Linked DNA regions of Hordeum vulgare: region 1 is linked to region 2. The links are chromatin contacts, called in public Hi-C maps. All regions are on one chromosome and are shown on one strand. Each heading gives the region's core, a stretch centred on a gene start, on an enhancer-like site or on the middle of the called end of the contact. The rest is flanking DNA. Distances are from core to core; before and after follow the strand shown.

Region 1 (5,809 bases), core at 3,057-5,556, 97 kb before region 2:
ATAGTGCGTCTACGCTTTTGAAGATTTAAATTTGATCATAAATTTAACAAACGTGAGAGACTGCGGTGGAAGCAAAAAATTACACCAGTGAATTCATATTCCAAAGAAGTTTTCAATGGTATAATTTTTGCTTCCGTCGTAGTACGCCACATTGATTAAATTTATGGTCAAGCTTCAATCTTAAGAAAGGGAGGCGCACTACATTATGAAATGGAGGGAGTATGAGTTAATCAGACCGATACTTAATCAAAATAAGAACATCTAAAGCCGGACCCCTCAAACCCGCCTCAAACGTCCGGTCAGCTCGCCCGATCACTGATCGTTCACAAAATATCGATCCAGTCAGACCCCTCATACCCATCTCAAACGTCCGGATTGACCGATACCCCTCATATCCAAGTCAAATATGAGGATGATATGAGGGCTCACAGACGCGCTCGGACATGCACGATCAGTCCAGCATGTAGGACGTGACCCCACCCCGGACCCACCAAGTAGGGTCTTAAAATGGACACACACGGTCATTGATCGAGCGCGTCCGCGATCGTTTGTGGGGTCGGATTTGCAAGTTTTGATTGTAGATGCTCTAATGACTCAGATCATTATGTACACTTACCTTTCATGTGAAAAGAAAACATACTAACACTTTTCATATTCCATATTCATGTCTTTCCTGAAAATATTTGGTCAACTTGTTAGTGGTCAACTATTCAATGGTTGAGGGGAGTACCCTAAAAACCGAACAATTGGGAGAGAGCACTGCTCGGTTCGCTTGCTGGGCCGGCTCACGAGAATAGCCCGTGAGCGCCGCTACGACTACCTGGGATAGAACTTCACAGAGGGCGCTGCATATCCGCCCCCCCCCCCCCCCCCCCCCACACACACACATGCGCGCACTTAACAAAAAAACACACACACACATACACACGCGCACACACCTCTGTTTATTTGACTAGAGCTGCCGAGCCGTCTACAAGATTTCGGTTTCTCACGTGCAACAGTTCTGATGGCTTGTACTTCTTTTGTCCTTACCTTTTGCCGCACATACCTTGGGTCAACTCCGGACATTTCTCGATACAGAAAGTCAATCGACAAGCACGGCAAGCCACCTTCCGTTGGACGTACATGCACTTACCATCCAACAAGTCGAGCAATATTGTTGCCAAGTATGAACACATCGCATTCAGCCGGTCAATTTAAGTAGCTCATGCGGTGCGCATGATACTGACATGATACACATCTAGAGGCACACGCTAGCTGGCTACCTTGTGCTTGTGCATCCCCGGCCGGCATCTCGCCGCCTCGCTCTCACCGGCAAGACCTGCGGACATCGGCGCGACGCGTCCAAGCATGCATGCTTGAAGAATTAGAGGATTCTTACTCGACGGATCAGAGGATTATTCTTCCAAGCAGTGTGAGAGCGACGCGCCCAACTCGCACAACATCTGTACCACACACACATGCTGAGGTATTTGACAGTTCCTTAACATAGCATGGGCACGCATTTTTTTTTAAAGATCCGGCGATGGCCGGTTTGAATTAAAATAGCAGGAAGCACATAGAGAAGAAATACATCAAAGGGTGGGGGGTGATCAATGGATCAAGGATGTAAGAGGAAGAACAGCAAAAAAAAAAGAGGGATGGGGTAGCTAGGAGTCTCTCATGATGGTTCCCCAAAGGGATGCTCTAATTGTACTGCGCCTGCGTCGCGCCACAGCCTAAGGATTATGTTGATTTCCTCCTTTATGTCTTGGGCTTGCCCCTTCTTGTTTCTGAAGGTGCATTCGTTTCTCTCCTTCCATATCTCAGCAAGAATTAGGATGACCATTGTTTTGATCGCCTTGCTGTGCTCTGCCGGTGCATTGCTTATCATTTTGGATATGATAGCTGCTGACTTGCTGTTGCAAGACCAATTGCTTAGGTGGAGAGAGCTGCAACCGACATACGATGCCGCCTGCGACCACACTGATATTGCTATCGGGCATTGCCAGAACAAGTGCACTAACGCTATCGGGCACGCATTTTTCCGACACCGTCCCTTTCGGCATGGAACTTCGTTTCAGAATATATATCGATGGAACTTCGTTTCAGAATATATATGGTTTGCGTGCTTGCAAGATCATTACGGTTAGAAATTCAGCATGGGAATGGGACGGGGCACTGCATTTTCAACAGGGTGACTAGAAAGGCGCATGTTTTATCGACTAACGTTTTTTATAGGTACACTCAAGCCTCAAAGACACCATGTAATAATACTGAAATCATGACTGGCGAATGGCGTTCATAGTTCCTTACTTTTTCTCACCTTAGTCGTATTTCCTTTTAAGGCCGGCGTAACTTTGGTGGTTATCTTGTACTCCCTCTCAAAAGAATTGTAAGAGTATTTAGATCACTACTTTAAAAAAAGGTTATGTTCACTCAAATTGATGAATCATTACTCCAGCAGCTTCTTAGGAGCACTTGAGTAGAGTGAATTATTGTGAGAGAAATCAACCCTTGCCCTAAATCGCAGCATCGTCTATCTCCTGTTCACCTCACCAAACTCAAAAAGGGCTCTCACTTTCTCTTAGCCGAAAGGTCTAACCTGTCCTAATCCAATGCAAAGGTGTGTTACCCGGCCCACTAAATAATGCAAGCAAGATAATTTAAAATATATTATCTCATCGTGACTAGTTTACCACATTGTTCAAACCGAATGCAGAAAGAGTTAAGCTTCCTCCACAATTATTCTCTCCAAAACCCCCCATTTTCTCTAAGCCAAAAGGTGCATCATGTCCTAATCCAATGCAAAGGTGTGTTCCCAACTGAAGAATGCAAGAAGGATATTTTGAGGCAAAGTATATCATCGGGTGACTAGTTTAATTCAAGAACGATACCCGAAATCGTTCAAATCAAAAGCATAAAGAGTTGGTCGTCTTCACCAACCATTTCTCTTAAAACCATAGGAGAGCCAACCTCTGGGCAGACATCATCACCACCTCTTCCCCGCCCGCCCCCTCCCCCTTCTCTAGCGCTGTCATTGTGGGGTTATGAGGAGGCCCCGATCTGTTGGATAGAGTTGTAGCTTTCACTCGATTAAGGGTTTTAAGGTAGGTTTTAGTTGTGTGTCGCTTTGAGCACATGGAGCAAGATGATGCAATACCACATACAACAACAGCTAAAAATGAAGGAAGGTCCAACAATGAAGAAGGCAAGGCCAACAGACCTCTAAAAGTTATCGTCGTCATCTTCGGGGTACCACTTTAAAAACATATTTATTTTTTCTAAAATAGGATATATCCACTCAAATCGATGAATCGATACTTTGGCAACTTCTCCGGGCCACTTGAATTAGAACGGATTATCGAGGATGAAAGCAGCTTTTTTTTAAAGAGAGGATGAAAGCAGCCTTGTCCTATAAACTGTACCGTTTGCTTTCATAACTCACAAAGATGAAAAGCTTGCATGGATATCAATGTCTAGTTTCATGGATCTAAATGTTAAGATAGACGGTCCTTATGTTGCTGAGATTTAGTACTATCTTATACCGGGAGGGTGCTTGGATCCAAGGGAGTAAAACTAGTCTGACTAAAACTAGTCTCTTTAAGAGGCTAAAGTTTCAAGCACCCCTGACTAAAGAGAGGCTAAAACTAGTCTTGATGCTAAAATCTTTTAGTGAGGGATACCCCTACTAAAATATGCATTAGTCCTCTCTCTCCTTATTTAACTCCTCAGACGGGTTCTGGATTGGAGGGTTTGCAGAATAATAAATGCGCATTAACTTGATTTTAGTCTCTTTAGTACAAGTTTTAGAAGGTGCTTGGATACGTTTTAGTCCCATGACTAAAAGTAGTGAGACTAAAACTTGCTAGCCTCACCATGCTTGGATCCAAGTACTAAAAAGACTAAAATCAAGTTAATGAGCATTTATTATCCTCCAAACTGTCCAATCCAGAACTTGCATGAGGAGTTAAATGAGGAGAAAGAGGACTAGTGCACAATTTAGTAGGGGTACCCCTGACTAAAAGATTTTAGCCTCAAGACTAGTTTAGCCTCTCTTTAGTCAGGGGTGCTTGGAACTTTAGCCTCTTAAAGAGACTAGTTTTAGTCAGACTAGTTTTAGTCTCTTGGATCCAAGCACCATCTAGTCTGACTACTTTTAGTTATAAGACTAAAACGTATCAAGCATCCTCACAGTCAACTTAGAATTAGCAAATCTGTAGTAATTTAATGGAGATGGTGCATCACGGGGTAACTAGTACTCCTAGTTTGTTTCATCTAATATATTTTTACCACATCGTTCACACGGAATGACGAAAAACGTGCGCAAAAGATTCCCCAAATACCCAACGAGATTTGGAATCTCCTCCCCTCCCCGGCCGTGTGGACGGACACGTCTACGTCTCACACCCAACCCCGGCGTTTGACTCCGGCGACGGCGGCAGCCCAACCCCCTCCCTCCCTGCCTCAATCCCCATCCATTAAAAAGATCCATCCACACGCACTCCCCCAGCCACACGTCGCCGGCCATGACCAGCCCCATCATCCCGCGAACGGATGACGGCGGCCATGCCGCGACGGCGACGAGGGTGGGCCGCCTCAACGCCGCGGTGGAGCGCTCCTGGGTGGGCCGGCGCTTCCGCCTGGCCGCGCGCGGGACCACCTTCACCACGGAGCTCCGCGCCGGCACCACCACCTTCCTCACCATGGCCTACATCCTCGCCGTCAACGCCTCCATCCTCTCCGACTCCGGCGCCACCTGCACCGTCGACGACTGCACCTCCCCGTCCCCGGCCTGCAAGTTCCCTCCCGTCGACCCCGGCTACGCCGCCTGCCTCTCCCGCGCGCGCCGCGACCTCATCGTCGCCACCGCCGCCTCCTCCGTCATCGGGTCGTTCATCATGGGCGCCTTCGCCAACCTCCCCATCGCGCTCGCCCCCGGCATGGGCACCAACGCCTACTTCGCGTACACCGTCGTCGGCTTCCACGGCTCCGGCACGCTCTCCTACCGCAAGGCGCTCGCCGCCGTCTTCATCGAGGGCCTCGTGTTCCTCCTCATCTCCCTCGTCGGCCTAAGGTCCAAGCTCGCGCAGCTGATCCCCAAGCCCGTGCGGATCGCGTCGTCCGCGGGGATCGGGCTCTTTCTGGCATTCATCGGGCTGCAGAGCAACCAGGGGTTCGGGCTCGTCGGGTTCAGCACGTCCACGCTGGTCACCATCGGCGCGTGCCCCGCGTCGCAGCGCGCGTCCGTGGCGCCGGTCGTCACGTTCCCCAACGGCACCGTGGCGCTGATGCCCGGCGGCACGGTCTCCGGCGGCATACTCTGCCTCTCCGGCCGGATGACCTCCCCGACCTTCTGGCTCGCGGTGGTCGGCCTCCTCATCATCGCCTTCTGCCTCATCAAGAAGGTCAAGGGGGCCATGATCTACGGCATCCTCTTCGTCACGTTCATCTCATGGCCGCGCAACACGGCCGTCACCGCGTTCCCGGACACGCCCGCGGGCGACGAGAGCTTCGCCTACTTCAAGAAGGTGTTCGACGTCCACCGCATCCAGTCCACCGCCGGCGCGCTCGACTTCAGCGGCATCGGGCACGGCTACTTCTGGGAGGCGCTCATCACCTTCCTCTACGTCGACATCCTCGACACCACCGGCGGGCTCTACTCCATGGCGCGCTTCGCGGGCTTCGTGGACGACGCGACGGGGGAGTTCGAGGGGCAGTACTTCGCCTTCATGTCCGACGCCACCGCCATCGTCTTCGGGTCGCTGCTGGGGACGTCCCCAGTCACCGTCTTCATCGAGTCGTCGACGGGGATCCGCGAGGGCGGCCG
Region 2 (6,089 bases), core at 937-3,436:
AGATAAGCCGCGCCTGCGCCCCCACCCCGCCTCGCCAAATGGGAGCGTGCCACCACATACTTAGGATGCAGAGTGGCGACGGAGGTGGTCATAATCGATGAGAAGATGCATAATAAGGATGTGGATCAGTTCACCTATCATCAGTAGTACTTGATACATAGATTGTTGTGGTTGTGCACTAGTGTCTTCGATATGGAATTGTTTAATTAAAATGATGCGCGGTCATAGCAGGAATGTTTCAGTTATCAACACAACCTATCCCTCCCTCAATCGCTTAGACCAAACACAAAAATGGCTATCTCTAACCACTAGACATCCCACCTAACCAAACACAAAAAGTCCTATCCCTAGCCAAGTGGTTGGGGATAACCTCAATCGCCCAAACTTATCCCAAAAACTAAACACACCCTTAAGAATTGAATAGAACGTGACACGTGTGTGTCGGACCTCCTAATGGGCATGTGGGGCGCCGGCTAACATGCCAACACGCACCCACTCCCCTCCTAAACACCCCTCATGGGCCGGCCCATAAGTGGGCTGGGACATCCCAGTTTTTTTTATCCCGTATATTTCATTTTTATTGTTTTTCTGTTTTCTTCTTTAACAACTGGGAATATACATTAAGTTCAAAATTTAAAGTAAAAAAAACTGTTTGGGGCAAAATACATGAAATCATAACATGCTCGTGGTTAAAATGAAATTCACGATTTTGAAAAGTATTTCTGTGTTGCTTTTTATGATTGAGATGCGACCGACGGTGACGAGGATGACATTTTTTGTTGCAACTGCCTCGCTTTTTAGCTACTACCGACGACGTGTTTTGTTGCATCCATTCACGAGGCCATGATGCTTCAAACGCGGCGATGAGCACAAAAACAAGATGCTGGTGTGGGGTTGCCTTGAATCCCGGTGACGAGAACTAGCATGGAGCAGGAGGGGAGGGACAGTGCTGCGACCAGAGGGAGGTGTGCAGTAGGAGAGCGCAGCGCGTGCCACGACAAGCTGCGCGAGATGCGGGGAGGAAGGGGGCACGTGTGCAAGATGCGGGGGAGAAGATAAGGGCGTTGCGTGAGGAAGAAGAGAGCATTGGACGAATCATTTTTTTTCTAAATCTGATGGTCTACTCGACTGGATCCGACGGCCCGTGCTTGACCGACCAAATTTTTTTTAAAATTGAAGAACTTTTTCCTACTTCAGTGAACATTTTTCAAATTTGATAAACTTTGTTTTCAAATTTGATGAACTTTTTCAAATCCCATGAATTGTTTAAAAATTGATGAACTTATTTTAAAATTGATGATTTTTTCCTTCAAATTTGTGAACTTTTTTCAAAATAGTGAACATTTTTCAAACTTCATGAACTTTTTGACAATTCAGTGAACCTTTTTGAAATTTGATGAACCTCTTTTGAAAATTCTATGAACTTTTTAGATAAATTGATAAACTTTTAAAAAATGCAATGAACTTTTTCAAATCGATGAACTTTTTTCAGATTCCATGAATTTTTTTTTAAATCGATGAATTTGTTTTTAATTCCTCTGAACTTTTTTTAATTTTGATGCACAATTTTCAAAATTTATGATTTTTTTTCTAATTTGATAAAAGTTTTTAAAAATTCGCTAACTTTTAACAAATTGGTGAACTTTTTGGTATCTTGTGAACTTTCTCAATTCTGTTAACTTTTTTCAAACTCACAAACTTTTCTTAAATTAGATATATTTTTTAAAATTTGTGAAATTTTATTCTCAACTATGGAAATTTCAATATTCATGATTTTTTCCATATTCGTGAGGATTTTTTGAAAGAAAAAAGTTCATGAACTTTTAAAAATATGTGAACTTCCATTCGTTGGAACAACGCGGCTAGAGTGTTCTTATGAATTTCTGAGGTTGTATTGATTACATCTAGCTTCTAGTTCTAGTGGTTAATACAGCATAGGAAGGAAAGAAAGGTCCTGAGTTCGAATCTTTAAAGCAGCAATCTTTTTTAGGATGTTTGCGCTAGCGTTGCCCGTCATGGGCCGGCCCATCAGGGCGATGCAGCGAGCGCCAGTTGACTTAGAGGGCACTGAAGGCGCTAGTTTCTTTGATTTTCAGCTAACCACCGCCTGTAGCAACGCTAGCTTGGCTTGGCCCATTTCGTTCACCCGTCCGTTTAAAGCAGCAATCTTTTTTAGGATGTTTGTGCTAGCGTTGCCCGTCGTGGGCCAGCCCATCAGGGCGATGCAGCGAGCGCCAGTTGACTTAGAGGGCACTGAAGGCGTCCGTTTTTTTGATTTTCAGCTAACCACCGCCTGTAGCAACGTTAGCTTGGCTTGGCCCATTTCGTTCACCCGTCCGTTAAAAAATTGCGCAGAAGTAGGATTCGAACCGAGGTGCTCAGCGCGAAGATTGGTAACCAGCCCACAACGGAGCCTTTATGTGCTTAGATATGTCATTTTGTCCCTTATCATCGTTTCCTTCTTTTCTTCTTTTTCATTTTCCGTTTTTCCTTTTTTCTGTTTTCTGTTTCCGTTTTATTTTCTTTTTAATTTTCTTTCTTCCTGAGTCTTTTAAGTTTTAAATACATCCACAACTTTTTAATTTTCTTCCTTCCTACGTTGTGGGGTGGTTACCAATCTTCTCGCTGAGCACCTCGGTTTGAATCCTACTTCTGCGTAATTTTGGAACGGACGGGCGAACGAAATGGGACGAGCCCAGCTAACGTTGCTGCACGCGCCGGTTAGGTGAAAATCGAAGAAACCGGCGCCTGCAGCGCTAAATAGGAAAACCCCTTATACAGCGCCTACTCCACCAGGTAAGTACAACGACACGCACGTCCTACCCTCGTGGACCAGCCCAACAAGCAAAGATGGCACTACTCGCTCCCCCGCACTCGGTTTTCAGGCTTGACCCCTCCATCATTGACTAGTTGACCACTCACAAGATCGCTGGTTGACTTTTGAAAAAGAAATGAAGCAAAAAAATGAGGAACAAAGATGAATATTTTAAAAGTTCAATTTGTTGAAAAATAATTATTAGTTTACAAAAAAGATGAGAAAAATGTTCATCAAATTAAAGAAATCTCGAATTTGCAAAAAGTCCACACAAAAAATGGTAAAAAAAGTTCACAAATTTCAGAAATTTCGCAAATTTCAGAAAAATTATGAATTACATATAACAATAAAAATAAAAAAGAACAAACAAATAAAAACAGAAGAAAAAAGATCGAGAAAGAGTAGATGCAAAAAAAGGCAAAACCAACTAGAAGCTTCCATAAGATCCTCAAAACCGGGCTCGGAAGCTTCCAAAAATTAGAAGGAGTTTGCTCGCTACATGGTTAAATGGACGGTCCATTCTGATTGAAGGTTGTGTGTGTGCAAATTGAGAAACAAAAAAGTAAACAACGCCATAAGTATTGAATAGGATCTCACACATGTGTGTGGGACCTCCTAATGGCGCATGGGGCGTAGGCCAACATGCCAGCACACACCTACTCGCCTCCCACGCCCTCATGGGCTGGCCCATAAGCGAGGTTGGGCGCCCCTGTTGTTTTATTTCGTATTTTTTATTTTCATTGGTTTTATTTCTTTAAAGCAATTTGGAGTATAAAGAACTTCAACATTTAAAGGGAAAATGTTCCAAGAATCATAACATGTTCGTGGTTAAAATAATTCGAATCATTCGAACCAAAAGCATAAAGTGTTGGTCTTTGTCACCAACCATTTCTCCTAAAACCCTAGGATAGCCAATCTTCGGGCACATATCGTCAGCACCGCTACTCCGCCCGCCCACTACCCCTTCTCTACTTCTCTTAGTGTGGGTTTGTGAGGAGGCCGTGATCTATTGCATAGAGTTGTGGCTTTCACCTAATTAAGGGCTTTAAGGTAGATTTTAGTTGTGTGTGCTCTACCTGGCCATACCTCGGGTCAGGTCTGACAATGCCCACGACAAAAAAACAGGCCCGAGCAGGGCCCGGCCCGACCGTCGGGCCTGGGTTTCAGGCCCAAGTGTTGGATTTATGCCCTAGAGGCAATAATAAATGTATAGTTATTATTATAATTCTTGTATCAAGATAATAGTTTATTATCCATGCTATAATTGTTTTGAATGAAGACTCATTTACATGTGTGGATACATAGACAAAACACCGTCCCTAGCATGCCTCTAGTTGGCTAGCCAGTTGATCGATGATAGTCAGTGTCTTCTGATTATGAACAAGGTGTTGTTGCTTGATAACTGGATCACGTCATTGGGAGAATCACGTGATGGACTAAGACCCAAACTAATAGACGTAGCATGTTGATCGTGTCATTTTGTTGCTACTGTTTTCTGCGTGTCAAGTATTTATTCCTATGACCATGAGATCATATAACTCACTGACACCGGAGGAATGCTTTGTGTGTATCAAACGTCGCAACGTAACTGGGTGACTATAAAGATGCTCTACAGGTATCTCCGAAGGTGTTAGTTGAGTTAGTATGGATCAAGACTGGGATTTGTCACTCTGTATGACGGAGAGGTATCTCGGGGCCCACTCGGTAATACAACATCACACACAAGCCTTGCAAGCAATGTAACTTAGTGTAAGTTGCGGGATCTTGTATTACGGAACGAGTAAAGAGACTTGCCGGTAAACGAGATTGAAATAGGTATGCGGATACTGACGATCGAATCTCGGGCAAGTAACATACCGAAGGACAAAGGGAATGACATACGGGATTATACGAATCCTTGGCACTGAGGTTCAAACGATAAGATCTTCGTAGAATATGTAGGATCCAATATGGGCATCCAGGTCCCGCTATTGGATATTGACCGAGGAGTCTCTCGGGTCATGTCTACATAGTTCTCGAACCCGCAGGGTCTGCACACTTAAGGTTCGACGTTGTTTTATGCGTATTTGAGTTATATGGTTGGTTACCGAATGTTGTTCGGAGTCCCGGATGAGATCACGGACGTCACGAGGGTTTCCGGAATGGTCCGAAAACGAAGATTGATATATAGGATGACCTCATTTGATTACCGGAAGGTTTTCGGAGTTACCGGGAATGTACCGGGAATGACGAATGGGTTCCGGGAGTTCACCGGGGGGGGGGGGGGGCAACCCACCCCGGGGAAGCCCATAGGCTTTGGGGAGACACACCAGCCCTTAGTGGGCTGGTGGGACAGCCCCAAGGGGGCCTATGCGCCAAGAATAAGAAATCAAAGGAAAAGAAAAAAAAAAGAGGGAGGAAGTGGGAAGGGAGGGGGACTCCTCCCACCAAACCAAGTCCAACTCGGTTTGGGGGGGAGTCCTCCCCCCCTTGGCTCGGCCGACTCCTTGGGGGTCCTTGGACCCCAAGGCAAGGTCCCCCCTCCCTTCTCCTATATATATGGAGCAACTAGGGCTGATTTGAGACGACTTTCTCACGGCTGCCCGACCACATACCTCCATAGTTTTTCCTCTAGATCGCGTTTCTGCGGAGCTCGGGCGGAGCCCTGCTGAGACAAGATCATCACCAACCTCCGGAGCGCCGTCACGCTGCCGGTGAACTCTTCTACCTCTCCGTATCTCTTGCTGGATCAAGAAGGCCGAGATCATCGTCGAGATGTACGTGTGCTGAACGCGGAGGTGCCGTCCGTTCGGTACTAGATCGTGGGACTGATCGCGGGATTGTTCGTGGGGCGGATCGAGGGATGTGAGGACGTTCCACTACATCAACCACGTTCTCTAACGCTTCTGTTGTACGATCTACAAGGGTACGTAGATCACTCATCCCCTCTCGTAGATGGACATCACCATGATAGGTCTTCGTGCGCGTAGGAAATTTTTTGTTTCCCATGCGACGTTCCCAAAAGTGGCTCATGAGCTAGGTTCATGCGTAGATGTCTTCTCGAGTAGAACACAAAAGTTTTTGTGGGCGGTGATGTGCGTTTTGCTGCCCTCCTTAGTCTTTTCTTGATTCTGCGGTATTGTTGGATTGAAGCGGCTTGGACCGACATTACTCGTACGCTTAGAGAGACTGGTTTCATCGTTACGAGTAACCCCCTTTGCTCAAAGATGACTGGCAAGTGACGGTTTCTCCAACTTTAGTTGAATCGGATTTGACCGAGGAGGTCCTTGGATGA

Evidence for each region. A called contact is a pair of places that touch in the nucleus more often than the background predicts.
Region 1: a Hi-C map of leaf shows a contact between it and region 2, with 2.7 times the contacts expected there. The contact joins the promoter of LOC123405842 here to the enhancer-like site in region 2. A contact is called at or near these places in 4 of 6 Hi-C or Micro-C datasets (leaf and seedling).

Annotation. Positions count from the first base shown.
Region 1 is chr1H:31,615,114-31,620,922 of MorexV3_pseudomolecules_assembly, reverse strand. It overlaps LOC123405842 (adenine/guanine permease AZG1-like), which reads left to right and starts at 4,306. Exons shown (of 1, transcript XM_045099379.1): 1 at 4,306-5,809. The coding sequence starts at 4,509.
Region 2 is chr1H:31,515,313-31,521,401 of MorexV3_pseudomolecules_assembly, reverse strand. No RefSeq gene overlaps it. Among protein-coding and RNA genes, the nearest start is that of LOC123396080, 13 kb to the right of the region's middle. Within about 2 kb of position 2,186, at least 3 of the 3 cell types and tissues checked have open chromatin away from gene starts, as enhancers often do. A contact at or near this core is called in leaf and seedling, where this site is marked.